Regions from separate parts of the Mus musculus genome. Here regions 2 and 3 are each linked to region 1. The links are chromatin contacts, called in public HiChIP or PLAC-seq maps. All regions are on one chromosome and are shown on one strand. Each heading gives the region's core, a stretch centred on a gene start, on an enhancer-like site or on the middle of the called end of the contact. The rest is flanking DNA. Distances are from core to core; before and after follow the strand shown.

Evidence for each region. HiChIP or PLAC-seq counts read pairs in DNA pulled down with a chosen protein or histone mark.
Region 2: an HNF4G HiChIP or PLAC-seq map of pancreatic cancer cells shows a contact between it and region 1. The contact joins two enhancer-like sites. A contact is called at or near these places in 1 of 15 datasets of contacts at CTCF or cohesin (the NIH/3T3 cell line), 1 of 484 Hi-C or Micro-C datasets (nephron progenitors) and 1 of 115 datasets of contacts at active chromatin or transcription factors (pancreatic cancer cells).
Region 3: a FOXA1 HiChIP or PLAC-seq map of pancreatic cancer cells shows a contact between it and region 1. The contact joins two enhancer-like sites. A contact is called at or near these places in 1 of 15 datasets of contacts at CTCF or cohesin (the NIH/3T3 cell line), 3 of 484 Hi-C or Micro-C datasets (embryonic fibroblasts and pancreatic cancer cells) and 2 of 115 datasets of contacts at active chromatin or transcription factors (pancreatic cancer cells and trophoblast stem cells).

What each region holds. Positions count from the first base shown.
Region 1 is chr8:8,600,185-8,604,544 of GRCm38.p6, reverse strand. No RefSeq gene overlaps it. Among named protein-coding and RNA genes, the nearest start is that of Gm31463, 26 kb to the right of the region's middle. Within about 2 kb of position 1,749, at least 109 of the 459 cell types and tissues checked have an H3K27ac peak or open chromatin away from gene starts, as enhancers often do. A contact at or near this core is called in the NIH/3T3 cell line, embryonic fibroblasts and pancreatic cancer cells, where this site is marked.
Region 2 is chr8:8,326,494-8,330,297 of GRCm38.p6, reverse strand. No RefSeq gene overlaps it. Among named protein-coding and RNA genes, the nearest start is that of Gm31135, 160 kb to the left of the region's middle. Within about 2 kb of position 2,052, at least 24 of the 459 cell types and tissues checked have an H3K27ac peak or open chromatin away from gene starts, as enhancers often do. A contact at or near this core is called in the NIH/3T3 cell line and pancreatic cancer cells, where this site is marked.
Region 3 is chr8:8,272,757-8,276,714 of GRCm38.p6, reverse strand. No RefSeq gene overlaps it. Among named protein-coding and RNA genes, the nearest start is that of Gm31401, 190 kb to the right of the region's middle. Within about 2 kb of position 2,279, at least 52 of the 459 cell types and tissues checked have an H3K27ac peak or open chromatin away from gene starts, as enhancers often do. A contact at or near this core is called in the NIH/3T3 cell line, embryonic fibroblasts and pancreatic cancer cells, where this site is marked.

The sequences.
Region 1 (4,360 bases), core at 500-2,999:
GGTGACGTTTTTTATGCTAACCTAGGACCTAAGGATGGCTTTTAGCTTGTGGAAATCCTCCAGCCTCAGCCCCTCAAGTGCTGAGATTGTGCCTCGCTACTATGATAATCTTTTTTTTTTCTTTTTAACTTAAATTCTTTTTTTTTCTTATTAAAATCAGATCACATGGGCCAGCCAGGTGGTTTAACAGGAAAGGCATTTGGCTCCAAGCTTGATGCCCTGAATTTGACTCCACCCATGTGGTGAGAGGAAAGGGTGAACTTTCATTAGTTGTTCTCTGACTTCCAAACGTGCTGTAGTACTTCCATGCCCTGAGAAACACAAAAATAAATAAGTAAATGTAGTAACTCTTCCCTCATAGCACATTCCAGCCTCTGATCCAGTGTCCCCGTGTCCTTGTCGTCTGTAAAGTAAATAACAGTATTGCAGTTTCCAGTGGTCGTCTCCGTGACTGGGTGTGGTCACGTCCACCACTGCCTGCAGTTGGCTTCTGTGCTGGCCATTGTTGTAGAGTTCCCACAGAGTTGATCTAGTGAGTGGATAAGCACTGAGCTTTAAAACATGATTATTTAAGTTTAAGAACCACACCCAAAGAAGGATGCTTCCTCTCAGCTGCCATTTCATGGCAGGATGGAGAGTTATAATTGAAATATACAAGAGTACACTATCAGCCCTTACAGCATTTAGCTTAATGTTCACCAAGTCATAGGTGACGACACTTCGAATTTATTACCCATATAATCTGCCAATGCAAAGAATATTGGCAGCAATCTAGGCCAACCTGGGCAACGTCCGCAGTAATGCCACAGTTATAAGGATGTCTCTGGTGGGGACCCAACTGGTCCTTTAAGTCCCTAGACATAGCAACCTGAGCCCCAGGGCCCTGTGGCCAAGAAGAAGAGAGTGGAACTCAGCCTTGTGGCCCTGCGAATACACCACTGGATAAGCCCTACCTTGAATGGGTATCTTACAACAAACCTTTGCTGTGACAGCAGGAAGTTGTCATTTACAAAGTTCACACCCAAGAGCCAACTGCATGGTTGGCTTTTTCTTTTTAAACTGTAAACAATATAATAGTCTTATAGGCAAGACAACTTAGGTGGCTTGCATTCATGTCTGCCATTGGCTATATGTAGCCCCAGACCACAAGTTGAGGGAGCCTGGAAGGTGGCGCTCCTGAAGGAATCAGAGGAGCCAATTTCACCTGCAAACAGTGTGCAGGTGAAGGGAGTGAGACATTCCTCCCTCTTATCCCAGCAGCAACCTGGCATCTGATAGCTTTGTGACTCATATTAGGTCTGTGAACTCAGACAAGAAACACAAGCAAACCCCACAGCTCCCTCTTCATCTGCACTTCCCCTCTTCGGCCCCCTCAGCTTCTCACCTCCTGCTGCCATTGTGAATAGAAGCAGGGTTGCTTCAGCTGATTCAGAGAAGCCCATGTTGAGCCCACATGACTCTGGAAGGAGGTGATTCTGTCAAGTCAAGATCCTGGTTAGTGGGGGCAAGTGGGTTTGGTCAACCAGGTGGCTCCTGCAGAAGAGCCTGGAGTGTGCGTGGTTACCCCAGGAAGCTGAGTCAGAGATGGGATGAAAGTCCTGGGTGAGAGAGTGAGACAGGCCTGGAGCCCACACAGTGCACTAGATAAGCAGAGACGAAGGAGCCTGGTGTTTGTAAAGTGGAGTCTGCCTGCCCCACCTGCTCCTTCCAGTTCCTGGGGCACAGATGACTCAGAACTTGGCAGGACTGCCTGCCTGGTGAACCCAAGCTGCCCCAGGAACTGCTGTACCCCACCCTCTGCCTCACGAACTCCTGTCTGCTCAGCGAGGCAACTCTCCTTCAGGAAGTGGCACTAGCTACTTCTATGAAAAGTGTGTCACCGTGTGGCCAGCCAAGAAGGAACTCTTGATGAGTTTGGTGGTTCAGGACACTTTTAGCAGTTTGGATAAGTCGTGGACTCCTCTCTCCTGATGACAAGATTTTAAAATCCATAAAATAAAGTGCACAGCACATCACAAAGCCAACTATTTTGAAACTGCTCTCAAAGGAAACCAAATATCCTGAAATATGTTTATCAAGTGTTATATTTGCAATATAATGTAAGACACTTGCCTCTTTCCCACACACTGAGTAACCAGATACCCTCAGTGCAGTAGTGACTACCCGTGGCCTGGTTTTATGCTTGCTGGTTTTCTTTTTTTTATGGTGCTGGTAGACGTGGAACCCAGTGCCTTTTGGATGCTAAGCAGGTGGTATACTGCAGAGCTACAGCCCCATCCTACAGGGGCATTTCAAAGTTTTACCAACAATCTTGACCTGCTGCGACCAAGCAGTATCTAAGTTACAAACAAATGTAACATTTCCCATGACACAGTCGCGAAATAGCACAGCTCTTGTGCAGTTGGAGGGTGGGAGAGAGACTTACTAAGAGAAAACACTCTTTGATGCCTCTGACTTATCAATCAAGGCCACGAGCTCAGTTTTTCAAGTTGCCATCCGGGATGTGGAAGCCTGTTAAATGGTAGAACGCAAACTTTGGCCACAGAGGCCCCCTTGCTTTGCTCTCCTCTACTTCCCGCAGAGCTAAGTGCGCTATCCTTCGCTCATCTCCTCTTCCGACTCTGTCTGGACCGTCCCTTCAGTACACGAGGCCATGCTCTAAGGCTGTGGTCCACTGTGGACCTCAACCTGCACACCTGAAAGTTTTCACCATTTCATTCACTGTGGGAGGTGCGCAGGGCTAACTGAACAAAAAATCGTGACTTGCTTCTAAATATTGGTGTGGCTAGGCCTAGTGGTGCCAACCTGTCATCGCAGCTATATGGGAGGATGTAGCAAGAGGATCCTTGCTTGGCTTACAAAAATAAGTGTACAGCCAGCCTGGGTGACTTAGCAAAATCCTGACTTATATAGCACATTGAAAAAAAAAAAAAAAAATCTAGGAAGTAGGTCCATGTGGTAGAATGCTTGCCTAGCACGCATGAAGCCCTGTGTTCAGTTTCCAGTACAAAAAAAAGATAATCAACTCCTATATGAAGCTTATGTCAATGCATATAACCACATACTCATTATGTTAAAATGTTCATAGATAGGACAGGAGAATACAGGCTTCAAGGGCCTTAGTTAGATGGGGAATCAGACAGGAGATTTCCTTGTTAAATCTCAGAGGACCAAGGAGCTACTTCAGCACACAACCTGGGAAACGGATGGGTCATTTGAGGCCTACACACAAAGCTGCAAACAGAGGAGACTGCAGCCGTCATCGCTGGCAGATGAAAGAGAGGAGAGCTGTTCTCTGAGGATGTTTTCCCTCAAATGGGATGAGGAAGGTTCTTGTGAAAGTAGTGTGGCAACCACTTCTCCTTGTCCTTCATAGGCTCGAAGAAACAAAGGTGTTTGTCCCCGAGTGTCTTCAAAGTATTTCAGATTTAAAATGGCTGGACTCACACAGTGGGGTAGATCAAGTCAGCCTCCTTGTGCTTCCTGCTTTTCTGCCTGAGGTCTTCGTGGTTAACGCATCCGAAACCAGGAGCAGCACTGGGGTATAGAGAAGCACCCAGGAGCCAAGGGACATGTTGCTATTTTTTGTTTGTTGGTTTGTTTTTCGAGACAGGGTTTCTCTGTATAGCTCTGGCTGTCCTGGAACTCACTTTGTAGACCAGGCTGGCCTCGAACTCAGAAATCCGCCTGTCTCTGCCTCCCGAGTGCTGGGATTAAAGGCGTGGGCCACCACCGCCCGGCATGTTGTTCCTTTTTTAAAAAATTATTTTTGTGGTATCCTATCTAGGATTTTTTTCTTAATGTAGCACTGGATGGCCTGAAACTTACTATGTAGACCAGGCTACCCTCAAACTCACAGAGATCTGCCTGCCTCTGCCTTCCAGGTACTGGGATCAGAGGCATATGCCACCACAGCCGCCTTAGATTGGATTTTTATCTGGACTGAACAAGCCATGGAACAAGGACACATGGCTTAAAACGCAGCCTTGGAGACAGAGCTTTCTCCCACCTCCGCTGACCCCCCCCCCTCCACCGTCCTCCCCCTCCCTCCCCCAGCTGTCCCACAGTGTTCCTTTCAAGGTCTCCTGTGTCTCTCAAACCCCACTGTGAAGTGCTTGAGAGCTGCTTCTGCCTCCGCCTTACAAAGGGGCAGGGCTCTTGGCTTTCATTGGATTTCAGTTCTCCAGGCTAGAAGCAAAATAAAACTCACACACAACATGACAACCAGAACCCATACAAAGCAGGGCCCAGTTATTTATCCAGTTTTAATCCATCACCTCCACTCTGCCACTGGCCTAGCCCATCAGCAGGTACTTGGAGAACTGACAATTCAGCGTCAGGACCTCTATCTAGATGCCGT
Region 2 (3,804 bases), core at 803-3,302, 270 kb after region 1:
CTGATAACTTGCTGGTTAAAATTAAACATAAAAGCAAGAATTACTTAAAATCTAAAAATGGGAATTAGGTTAAAATGTTCTTATTAAAGTGCATTTTCATGCAAAAGTCGCATATGAGCTGGAGAAGTGGTATCCTACATTAGCTTTACTGACAGGCTATGCCTTCCTCCCCTGACTTGTTCTTGTGACTGTGACTTCCCTGTGGGTGGAGGAACTCAGGCAGAGCCTGCCAGCCAGCATGGTAACTATGCCACCTCTTTACCCCTGTAAGTCATAGCTCAGCATCTCATATAATGGCAATTCCCTAGACCACACTATTTATATTAACAGACACAATGAAAAGGTCCAGGTGCTGCCTGATCGGTCTCTCTGAGAATCCACCCAATCACATCTTGATCCCACTGATGTACCAGAAACCAACGAGCCCATACCGTTCCCCTTTTCAATCAGTCCCCTGCCTCTGAGAAGGTGCACCTGGGCGCAGGGTAGCATGATATTGCCTTATCGGAGTTTGCCAAGGTTCAGACTGTGGCAGCACAATGTCGGCACAGCTCTATGCTCACCTAGACCAATGCCAGCATGGTTTCTTTGTCAAGCAGCAGCGCCTTTCCTCCTGGACCAGGCCAGCGTCCATTCACAAGCACTTCCTTTCCCTTGGTTCTTCTCTTGTGGAATCCTGCTTTTTTTTTTCCCTCCACATTATTTTTTATTAGATATTTTCTTCATTTACATTTCAAATGCTATCCCAAAAGTCCCCTATACCACTTCCCCCGTCCTGCTCCCCTACCCACCCACTCCCACTTCTTGGCCCTGGTGTTCCCCTGTACTGGAGCATATAAAGTTTGCAAGACCAAGGGGCCTCTCTTCCCAGTGATGGCCGACTAGGCCATCTTCTGCTACATATGCAGCTAGAGACACGAGCTCTGGGGGTACTGGTTAGTTCATATTGTTGTTCTACCTATAGGGTTGCAGATCCCTTCAGCTCCTTGGGTGCTTTCTCTAGCTCCTCCATTGTGGGCTCTGTGTTCCATCCAATAGATGACTGTGAGCATTTGTGGGGTCCTTCTTAGAGCCACATGTGGATACATGGTTGCTACACAGAATTCTATCCAGAGTCTGTCCATAGGCTTTGCATTTGGCATTGTAGGGTGTATTTAAAGTGGTTTTTTGAGGTTTATTTTTTCCACTACCAACTCACGCTTACTTAAAAAAAATAGCTATAAAGAAAGAAGAGAGTAGAGCCGGTGGGTGAAAAGGTGCTTGCTGCCACAACTGGCAGCCCAAGTTCTATTCCCAGAACCCGCACGATGAAAAGAAAGGCTCCTGCAAGGTGTCCTCTGACCTCCACTCATGCGGTTTGATACATGTGCTCACACACATACACACATTTAGATATGGAGAAAGGGATGGAAATGGCCCATAGTTTGGGCACCTGTTATACTAACAGTACAGTTCTTTATTTTCTGATTTGCATAAACTACTATGCCACATAACAAGCTGCCCCCTCTACATTTCTTTAACTCAGTACACATCTTTTCATGCCATTAAAAGCTTATTTATATCCTTATAACACAAACATAGCACTAGAATCATTTTGAGACCCTACGATGTTGTTACTATGTGTCACAATTTGCAATGCTTCATGTGAGTGCCTTTTATCTCTTGTTTTGTGTTCCCCTTTACTGGGCCCTTCAGCTCAACACAAGTTAACATGCTTTCCTTATCCCAGTCTCCTCCCTGAGTCCCGAGGTCAGCGTCTGACACATAATGGAGTTTCAACATTTCCTGTTGAGTGAATGAGTGAACGAGCAGATGAATGACTGACTCCATCAATCAAAGCCATCCCCCCTCCTCCTTTTTCTGAGCATACAGACCCTCCTGGGCCCTTGGAACAGCCATACATTTCTCTGTGGTTGGCTGTCCATCTGGAAGCTGCATGTAATAAATGCCACATCACAGGAAGTTTAAAAGGATGAAAGAGATAGTATTTATAAAATACTTAACTTCTCTAGAAGGACAATCCCAGCCAAGTCCAATGAGTGTACTGTTATCACAGACTCTGCTCAGCCCCATTAATCACACGCGTTTCTCTGGCTTGCATTTTCTCTGAACAGCTGTGTGTCTAACAGTTGTTCCCTGGAAGCATTTCCTGGAAGCTGAGTTGGAGCACTAGCCTCTGTGAGTGAGTGTCACACTTTTTCAGAATAGCAGGGTGTTTTACACTAATTAAAAAGGTGATTCCCCGCCCCCAATCTGCTCAGGTCGGGTTGGAAGTTATTACCTTAATTTTGCCACCAGGAAACTGACACAGAGAGACACCTACTCACACAGCATTAGATGGAAGATAATAGAGGGAGAACTTGAATTTGAATCTTCTGATTTTCTATCTACTCAGTGAATTTACCTTATTAGACTTTTTAAGTCTGTAGAAAAATAAACAAAATTCTTATAAAATAATATTGAGTTTTAAGAATAAACCATTGGCTTCAGGGTATCCAGGTCAGAATGCTCATTAGTGAAATTTCTTAATTACAATGTATTTAACAGAGAGCCTTCATATGGAAGGTTGTGGTTCCCACCCTGTAGGCTTTTAAACCTAAAGCATAATATCAAAACATGCAGGATGCTTGGGTCTGGTATGGCAGACTCACAGGGCACAGCCCAGATAGATGCTAATGTTAGAGCACTCTTGTTACACTGGAAACATGCTTGCTGTAGTTTTCAGCAGTAAACAGATTGCCTATGAAAACCAGACCAGGATGGAGATTGGCTGATTTCTCTCTCTGTTTATTCTAGTATTTGCTGGGCAGTAGGCTTCTGAGAGGAACAAGGAAAGTGAGACACTGTTTCTTGCAGAAGTGCATTTCTTTGGGAAGGATCTGAAACAAATGGCTGGAAACACTGTAAGATCCTTTAAGACTGTATCCATCGGGAGGTAGAACATGCAGGCTTGGAGGAACAGAGGGCAGTTATAGGTGGAAACAATGGAGGATCAGGAGGGGGGTGACAGTGGGTGGCAGGGGCATGGCTCTTTGAGGAGACACCTTTGAGCAGAGACCTGAGTCTAAGAGAGGAAAGTGCCAATGGCCATCACACAGACACCAGGCCCCTCCCCCTGCCTGATATGTTATTATTAGCATTTCCCTTATTCTTAAGATGCACATATACTCATGTAGTTTGGAGTACATATGTGAGTATAGTTTTTGTTTTGTTTTGTTTTGTTTTTTGTTTTTTTTTTTGTTTTGTAGAGGACAAAGTAAAACATTGAATGTCTTTCCTCAGGTTCCAGTCAGCTATGTTTTGTTTTGTTTTGAGGCAGTGTCTTTCACTAGCCAGGAACTCCCTGAGTAGGCTAGACTGTCTGTCCAGCAAGCCCCAGGCATTCACCTGGGCCTCCTTCTACTTCCCCAACACCACTACTTCCCCTTTGTCCCTTTCGCTGTTCTTTCAACAAGTCCACTGTTGCTTCTGCTGCAGCTTATTAGGTCACTCAACCTGGAAGGAGCCTGCTGCTAGGCACTCCCTTGACCAGGGGAGGGCCCAGGGAGTAACTCCTGAGGTTGTGGTGCCAGCCCACGAGTCCGACAGGTAGAGGATGCCTGGACGTACTGTCCTAAGAACACATACTCCTGCAGATTCTAGAACTCTCTTGGGAGCTGTAGGAGAGGCTGAGAGGACTGGTAACATGGCATTGTTGAAATCACCGTCCTGGCAGCAGTGGCCCTCCTCCTTATCTTGTTTTAATTGCCTTGCTTGTATTTGGCACCAAATGAAGGAAGGGATATAGAAGCAGGGCCTTACCAA
Region 3 (3,958 bases), core at 1,030-3,529, 330 kb after region 1:
GGAGCATGTGTTCTTCTTACCGGTTGGAACATCTTCTGGATATATGCCCAGGAGAGGTATTGCGGGATCCTCTGGTAGTACTATGTCCAATTTTCTGAGGAACCCCCAGACTGATTTCCAGAGTGGTTGTACAAGCTTGCAATCCCACCAACAATGGAGGAGTGTTCCTCTTTCTCCACATCCTCGCCAGCATCTGCTGTCATCTGAATTTTTGATCTTAGCCATTCTGACTGGTGTGAGGTGGAATCTTAGGGTTGTTTTGATTTGCATTTCCCTGATGATTAAGGATGTTGAACATTTTTTCAGGTGCCCTTACACTTTTTTTGTAAAGATTTATTTTTATTTTATGTGAATTGGTAGTGCATTGCCTCCATCTATGTCTGTATGTGAGGGTGGCAGATTCCCTGGAACTGATGTTATAGACAGTTGTGAGCTGCTATGTGGGTGCTGGAAATTAAACCCAGGTCCCCTGGAAGAGCAAGCGGTTAGTGCTCTTATCTTCTGAGCCATCTTTCCAGCCCTCTGATTTATACTTTTGTTCTGTGATGTGATTCTGTCACATATTTCAAGTTTCTAGTGTTGTTGTAAACAGATCACTAGATGCTGAGTGCCTCTAAACTTATTGTATAAAGACATGAAGTCAAGGAGCTAGACTGGTGTTGGGTTAGAGGGCAGATGCGAAGCCGCTACCAACAGATACGAAGTTTCCCAATTAGTTGGCAGAAATGATCTCAAGAAGATTATGCTGGTCATTGTAAAATAAAGCAAAAATATTAGATTGGTGTCTTTAATGGGTGAATGGAGTGGTATGTGAATTGTATCTCCATAAACATTTTCCAAAAAGATGTCTTCCAGGTTTGGATGTCAGGGTACTCATGGGATTGATCCAGGTGTCAGTGGGATTGTGCATGGTCTGGAAGCTCTCAGGACCAGTCATTTTCCTGATGCTCTGACTCACAGGCTATGTCCTTTGGCTCATGGGTTCTTCTTTTCATCAGCCTCATCACTGCAACCTTGTCAAACCTCTGCTTTGACCTTCTTCTTTCTTATGAGGATGTTTGGGATTTATTGGTATCCAAGTGGATGATTTGGGCGTGTTTATCTCATGTCAAAATCTTTACTGTCACTATATATGTGGTTGGGGGGAGGTCTATGGAGCTGGACATTCTTGGCCCTTCATGGGGAAGATGGGGATCACTGTTGCTAGATGATGATGGTGGTGGTAGTGGTGGTGATGATGAAGATGAAGATGTATATGAGGAACACTGAAGTGTAGGGGTGAGTGTTTCAGCTTCTCTGAGGAAACACACAGCTCCCTTTGCAGTGGGAAAGTTTGCTTCCTAAGCAGTCCTGTCAATTTAGACTTGTGATTTTTCATAAGAGATATGTGTGAGCATTTGAGGCCTGGCCTCTCTCCCCCACTGAGCATATAGGAAGTGACAGTGTGCTGACTTCATCTGAGTGGTGAGTTTATCAGAGTGCTGGCACCCTCCGAGTCTCCTCCAGCCAAGTAATTTGTACCATTCAAAATGCAGCTATTGTTAAGGAAATGATTTAAAGATGATTCACATGTTGATGGTATGTAGCACCTTCTGAAAGGATTTGTCAAATTTGCTGCTTTGCAGGGCTGCATGGAAGTCTGTGAAGATTCCCCTTTAAAAGGATTTATACAGAACTGTCTTGTCATTCAGGGTGTGGAACCAGACATTATGAAAGTGTTATCAATTCAGCTATATGACTGTTGAGCAACACTGCCTTTCAGGCTTGAAAATAGTAGGCCTTTTGGAATGGGGAGAACACCTTATAAGGAGATTCTCATCAAGAAAAATAGACACCTTTAAAGCAAATCTGATTTTTACCATGGGTTTTTAAGGTAGACAGAATGACAGTCTTCGCAAGGGTCATTTAGATGAACAGAAAGCTAAGATGGCCTGTGATGTTAAAGGTTTCCTCAGGCTGGAGAAATTCTGGCAAATGTTGGCAATCACCATCTAGGTATCCAGGCATCTAGGCCAATACTTTGATGCACTTTAGGAGTCTGCCTATATCCGTTTCATCTTACTGCCATACTGAGGGGCTCACAGAGTCATGGCAGACATAAACTATACTGGAAACAGACGCTGTCCCTCTGAGTCCTGCTGGCAGTGCTACCACTGGTGTGAAGGCTGGATCAAAAAATCTCACAGTTGGATCTGAGAGCCAGATGGCTTCCCAAGTAGGTCACAAGAATATCTTGTGTCTTGGTCTCTGGCTGCAGAATGTGTGAATAATGGGATCAAGCTTTTGAAAGTGCCAGACCTCAAATATTTCCGTATGTAGATAATTGCTGGCACTGATACCTGGCCTGATGAGTAACTTTCTAATTTTAAATTCCTTCAGAGAAGGATATTTCCCAACTTGAACAGCAGGAAGCAGGATTTCAGTTAGATTTAAAAGCTGGCTAATGGTAAGGAATGTTAAATACTGAAACCCGTCTTGATGGAGACAGTGATATCTCCTCTGGAGGTCTTTCATACAGTGGAGGTGTTGTATTCCTTGAAGGCAAAGGATGGTTTTAATATGATGAGTTTGCATGTCAATGTTGGCGAGCTCTACTTTCAGAAACTCTTTTGTCCTTTAGATGATTTGAACCTGAAATGTGCTTCCAAGAGTCATTCTTCAGATGCTGGCTACCCACCACATAGGGTTATTTTTGAAGGCTGTGAAGCCATCTGGAGGTAGGACATAGCTGGTAGATGTGGTCACAGGGCGTGCCTTTGCAGGTTATACCCTCCCTTCCCTCTCTATGATGAGCTGTTTTAACCAAGGCAAACTATTATTCTTTCATATTGTTTCTATCAGCATTGTGGTCACAGTGATGGGACAGTAGCTAATGCAACACCCCTTTAGGTAATGTGGTAGTCTTGTCTGTGTTCCTGCTCTGTGACAGCCAGTTACCACTTAGACATGAGACCCCTCATAATTATTTCTTGGTTTGTACAAACAAAAGTAGAGACTACTCTGAGGGCTTGCAACTTACCAGATATTAATTCTTGCCAAGGAACAGGAAATGTAGGCTTACCTGAGGATTCAGGCTATAGCACACTTTTGTTTAGAGCTCCATCCTTTCCGGTGTTCAGGGCAGAAGTGTTACATCTGTTGAGAGCTGATCTATAGAATTATACAACTTGTAAAAGGGTGATGCCTGCTGCAAGGGATCTGCATGTCTGTGTTGGAAGGTTGGGCCAGGAAAAAGGAACATATTGTTATTGATCTATAAGCTCAAGGACCAATCCAGCAAAAAGAAGAGATCACACCCCCTGGAAAGAAATGGTACCAACCTGGTGATTGCCTTTCAGAAAAAGGAAGATGATTGTGGCAGGAAGATTTGTTTGTTTCATTCTTCAGTGTCTATTGTCTCCCTGCTTGTTCACACAGAATAGTCAGTTGATTGTCTCTGGGGCTTCATCTGCTCCTGGAAACTGTATTTCTTTCCTGACATGACCTACACTGGAAGCCAGAGGCTGGCACGTGTTTTTATAGATGACCTTCAAAAAACCTAAAAACAGCACACTTATATCAAGGGTTATACAAGTCTAGGAGTACATGAGAGTAGATGGATAAATCAGGGGATGAAACACATAAAAACAAAAGATGGAGGTTAATAGTTCAATTTTAAAAATGAATGCACAGAGGCTACAGAAGGTGTGGTCCAAAGGGCCATGTTGCATCTTCAATTGGTAGCACGACTTCATACCAGCCCCCATATAATGATAGTCATCCCAGCATAAAAGATTCCAGAGTGAGAGGGTTGACATCATGGGTCTAGACAGTGGCAGAGTCTAGCAACATGTATCAAGATCAGATTTCCTGCATGGAAGTCTTAAAAGAGCTTTGGTTGACACTGAGGGTAAAACCATTTCTGGCATCTACAGCTAAATGAATAGGTATAAGAGTTTTTCTATTGTGAAGATACTAT